2 separate regions of the Scleropages formosus genome follow, and region 1 is linked to region 2. Evidence: chromatin contacts called from public Hi-C data. All regions are on one chromosome and are shown on one strand. Each heading gives the region's core, a stretch centred on a gene start, on an enhancer-like site or on the middle of the called end of the contact. The rest is flanking DNA. Distances are from core to core; before and after follow the strand shown. Region 1 holds the start of LOC108938612 (guanine nucleotide exchange factor VAV2-like). Region 2 holds the start of LOC108938442 (xenotropic and polytropic retrovirus receptor 1 homolog).

Region 1 (2,700 bases), core at 5-2,504, 200 kb after region 2:
CGTCGCGCCTCGAGGCGGGCTGCCTGTGGGGGGTTTCCCGCGGGACGCTGCTCCGCCGTCGGACAATGAAGCGGGACGAGCTGTGATTCGGACACGCGGCCGAGCGCGGCTGTCACATACACACACACCACAACACTCCCGCCAGGCGAAAACACCGACCCGACCGTCCACTTCTCAAGGTTCGCGGTGGGAAAACAAGGGTCCTACAGCAGAACTGCGGCGCGAGCTGACAAGCGCGTGCGCTCATGTATAACAGGGGTAACAGCACCGCCGGTCACTTCAGGCTCCGGGAACAAAAATGGGTATCTCCTCCTTCTCCTCCAGCACACACGTGTTGTTACTCCTCACCGCACAAGTTCTGTTCTCAAACATCTCATCCCAACTTGGAAGGAAAAAAACGCTTCACTCCGCCGACTTCACCGCGTTTTATATCATCCTTCCTGACTTAAAAGGCTGTGAAGTCTTACGTTCCATAATAAGAATGTGCTCAAGTTTAGTCAAAGTAAAAGGCCGAAGCAATTAAGACCCCTCAGTAAATCCACTACTAGTCTAGTGTATTATCTTTAAGATTATTATTCTCGTTTCCTCCTCCCAGCACAGCAACACTCCGTCTCCCCGGAGTTAGAGAGCCGAACTCGTCGACTCGGAGCCCGGTCGCGCGGTCTTTGCGGGAAACGTGAACGCGCTTCACGAGCGGGAGGGGCGGTAGGCTGAGAGGATGTGAACGGAGGTGCGGCCCAGCGCGCACACGTGTCAGAGCCTGTGGGAGGGAACGGCTCGTGGTGCTGTTCGCGCGCCTCGCTATCAATAGCATTCATGCCCGGGAGGACCTTCAGCTTTCCATCGCTTTTCCAGCTCGTAAAGAGGCCTAGCAACAATTCCTCTTTAACCCATTTCACATGGACACTTGTTAGTGGAACAAGTGGTGCGTACTGTTAAATATTACAAATGTAAACTGTTTCGATAATCATTCCTTGTGTGTTGTTACTCTTTTTTTAGGCGCTACGTGCGTCACTTAAAAAGGTCATACCAAATTCCTGAGAATTAATTATAATTTCATTGAACCTCATCAAAAAACAAATCGCATCTCATAGGCTTTATGGCACTGCTTTTAAAATAATTGTATTACCAGGGATAGACGTTTAAGTAAGCAAGCGCATCGCTACTTATCAGAAACAAACCCTTTTCTATACTGTGAACCTTCGTAACCTCTTCATGTTAAAAGTTTCCAGATCACAAACATATCCTGTGAAATGTCGCCACCTCGTGGTGCTACAATAAAGGCTGTTCCTGTATACTATTGTAGGGCTCCCGCTGCACGACGCTGCTCTTCTCCCAAATCTGCTGCGTATAGCCTACTAATGCATGGGGTATATCATCTCAGAACATGACACACACACACTTTCTGAACCGCTTGTCCCATACGGGGTCGCGAGGAACCGGAGCCTAACCCGGCAACACAGGGCATAAGGCTGGAGGGGGAGGGGACACACCCAGGACAGGATGCCAGTCCATCACAAGGCACCCCAAGTGGGACTTGAACCCCAGACCCACTGGAGAGCAGGACCAGCTCCAACCCACTGTGCCACCGTGCCCCCCAGAACATGCCAAATAAAGTAAAATATAAATATGGATCAGCATGTCATACCTGAGCAACTGAAAAGCACATAGACCTGTGTTCAATTAAAATCTCTCCTGCCTTCCTGTTTCGCCTCTGCCACGCTCTCCCTTCTGCTGTACAGTTCTCAGATCTATCAACAGACGATGCTACTAACATTTTGCTCTCTGCCCTGTCTTCCTTCCTTAACTCTCTCTGTCCCCTAACTTCCAGACCAGCATGCCCCAGTGCCACCCCATGGGTGACATACATTACATACTAACAGGACTAAACTCTGGGCTGCAGAGCGAAGATGACGAAAATCCAAGACTCGCATAGACCTGGATGTCTACAAACAACCCTTAGCTACTTTTCACTCTGCTGTCTCTTCAGCTAAAAAAAAAAAAAAAAAACACACAACACCTTCTTCCACAACAAAATACAGTCTGCAACAAAAACCACACAGTCTGTTTGCCACCTCCTCCTCCCTCTTCTCTCATTGCTGATAACTTTGCTTTGTTTTTCAGAGACGAAGTCAACGCAATCACTGACAAGTTCTCAGCATCACCCTGCCCTGTTCACGCTGGACTTCTCTGCAAGGACATGCTTTCCAAATCCAAGCCACTCTCAGAATATGAAATCTCCGACCTCCTGATATCACACAGAGCCACCACCTGCTCGCTAGATCCGATCCCATCGACACTCCTTCAGACCATCTCCCCGCAACTCCCCAACTTCATCTCCAAGATCATCAACTCCTCGCTCACCTCTGGCTCCTTTCCATCTGCCTTCAAAACTGCTCTCATTTCACCTCTGGTAAAGAAACCCTCTCTGGATCCTAACTCAGTCCAAAACTACAGGTCAATCTCACTCCTCCTCTATCTGTCTAAAACTCTAGAACGGGCAGCCTAAATTTCTCACCTGGAACCATATCCTCGATGGATATCAGTTTGGATTCAAAGTTAGTCACTCCAAGGAGACCGTGCTCCTGGCAGTGTCTGATGCTTTCCAGTCAGCTAGAGCGGCCTACCTCTCCTTGGTCCTCATCCTCCTTGACCTGCCTGCAGCATTCAACCACCAGATTCTACTCTCCTCTCTTAGTC
Region 2 (2,700 bases), core at 165-2,664:
TTAGCCTATTTAACGTGGCATATTCAGTATTTCCTCCCTACCCGGTAGCTGCGCAGGAGTAGCATGCTGTAATACAGCTCGACTACAGCCACTTTTAGTTCCCTCTCAGTCTGTTGCCCACTGTCCATTCTGATGACCTGAAGGAGCCATCTCAGCTTTGTCCTGGACCCATGCTTAGCTCTCTGGCTCTCATGGAGAGTCCTTAATGCTAGCTTCAGTGAAGTAAGCCTTGCTTGGACCTCGGTCAGCCTCTCTAACAGAAAAAAGCAAAAATCATTTTATCGTCATGTTGCTGATGGATGGATGGATGGATGGATGAGGAATACAGCAAAAGATGGAAGAGAGCAGTTAGTGAAGCTCAGTTCGCTGACTAGGAGCCCCTCTAAGTCTAGATCTGCTATGCATGTTTTCTTTCTTACCTGAATAGAAGTGGTTAACCTTGGCAAGTTCCCTGTCACATGTCTGAAAGAATACCTCCTCTACAGACCTCAGGTTCCTTTGACAGATGTGATCTACAAGAGAGAACAGGCTCACTGTGATCATGTGAAAATGATCATCCATGGTACAGGGAATTGCTGTGGAGATCCCAGTGAAAATGCCAAGAGGCAATAAACTGAAGTCACTGAGCGATGGTGATCTCAGAGCATTCCAGTAACAGCTCTGGTAATATTTACATCTGTTTGAAATGCAGCATCAAGACTCAGATATTTGGCTCTCTCAACATACTGTAATTTCTGGATACTTTCAGGCTACTTTCTGAATGGAAGAGAACTATGAGGCTGTGCATGTACATGTGTGTCTTAATTCAGCTCAGTATGTGTGGAATTTGCAAGTTCCCCATGTTCTCCCCACATTGATGTGGGTTTCCTCCCACAGTCCAAAGATGTGTTTTTCGAGTCCAAATTTCCTGTAGTGTGTGAGCGTTGCAGTGCTCTGCTGTACAAATGTGTGAATGACTTTAGGGAGTTTAGGGTACTTTATCCATTAGTGTAAATTACCTTGGAAAAATGCAACAGCTAAATACTATTTAATAATTTAATCTATGAGTCACTCCCTGACCTCCACATCACCTCTGAACCTTGGCTTGTTTTATAATAATCACTAAATAATTAATAAACCTTATGTTCCTTTGTTTGAAAAAAGTGGGACCATCATTTTAAAGTTACAATTTTCTTTTGTTATAAAATGAGGTTTTAAACCATCTCAAACTAGAACCTAAAAGAGAATGGACATCATGCATTTTTCTTTAACCTTACAGAAGATTTCTAAGTTGAATGTTTATTTCTAAAGTTGATGATTAAATTGCTTTAAAGTCCAGAAAGAGACAATTGCTCCAGTGGGATGAGAGAGTTATTGTTAGAAAGGTACTTACCAGTCCTTACCAGGGAAAGAATGATGGTTTTGGAGGCATTCATAGCGAGCTTGGCAAGTTTATCTGAATCCATCTGTCTTTCTCTGTATTGTTATTGCAGACAATAGCACTGGGCACTGCACGTCATTATCATAGCAGGACCCCAGGGAGATGTAGGAGGGGTAGAGTGAAGGGAGAGCTCGCTTGGGTTGCTTTAAATATACGCTTACCGCAGTTCATCTGCACATGCATTGCAAATTTGACTCAATGTGTTTCGTACCTTGGTGCCTTCAAAATAATAATAATAATAATAATCAATTACTAGTTATTTTTATCAGAATTTGTGATGAGCAAGTGGATTGTATTATTTGTGACATTTTACTGAATAAGTGGGTAGTAGACCATGTTGGTAGACTCCTCCTCTTACAATTTGCTTCTCCATCCAAGTATAAAAGGTATTGCTTTTGTTTAGTTTGGCCATGAATTATTCAGGCAGAATTAATCGCTGTTAGTTAAAGGAAGTCCCTGTACCAGAAGTAGTAACTGTCCAGGTCACACAGCTGTATGTGGTACTATTGTCATACAATACAGCCCTGATATCCCACCCACTGTCAGCCAAAATACCTGAAGATAGATAGATAGATAGATAGATAGATAGATAGATAGAAGCTTTTTAGTAGCTGTGTAGTATGTAAAAGTGCTACCTTACCCCCATCCGAGGAGGACCTGTGCCTCACACCAGCGCAAAGCATCGCCTCCAAGAGCTGGTAACAGAAACCAGAAACCAAGGTCAGATATTCTGTGTTATAGACTGTCACAGTCTGTTCATTTTCTTCGAAATGAGTGTTCAGGGTACTGGAACAGGCCCTTGAATGGGACTCATAGCTTTTAGATACCAGCGATTAACAAGCATGTCTCCACCTAACTTCTTTACATCAATCCCTTGCTGAGATTTGGTTTGAATGTCTTTTTTACTACTCACAGTCCTGCACCTGAGCCACTTTGTGTTGTCAGGCTTGTTGGTGCCATTTAGCACCTGCCAAGCTTATTAAAGATATATGCACAAATTAATATGACCTCTGTGTTACCCATCAAATAGATCAGCTTGCTCACCGAATAGCTGATATATTGCTTCTTCCATTCCTTGGTCATGTACGCTTCCAGGTGATCTGAGAAGCTCATGAGTGCTGCTGCTGGAAACCCAGGTCAGGAAATGCAGGCTGCCCTCTCGTCCCTCTCTTACGGTGCTATGGCAGGTCTGGCCACACCTGAGTGTCTCTCAAAGAGGGGAGCCAAATGAGGAGGGGGAGGAGGGAGGCAATGAACAAGAGCGAGAGAATGAGGACACG

The links. Hi-C and Micro-C count contacts between places; a contact is called where the count stands out from the background.
Region 1: a contact with region 2 is called in a Hi-C map of muscle, with 3 times the contacts expected there. The contact joins the promoter of LOC108938612 here to the promoter of LOC108938442 in region 2. A contact is called at or near these places in 2 of 2 Hi-C or Micro-C datasets (both in muscle).

What each region holds. Positions count from the first base shown.
Region 1 is chr17:10,585,579-10,588,278 of fSclFor1.1, forward strand. It overlaps LOC108938612 (guanine nucleotide exchange factor VAV2-like), which reads right to left and starts at 1,255. Exons shown (of 28, transcript XM_018759357.2): 1 at 1-1,255.
Region 2 is chr17:10,385,205-10,387,904 of fSclFor1.1, forward strand. LOC108938442 (xenotropic and polytropic retrovirus receptor 1 homolog) reads right to left here and starts at 1,415. Exons shown (of 14, transcript XM_018758998.2): 1 at 1,373-1,415; 2 at 420-512; 3 at 42-253. The coding sequence starts at 1,415.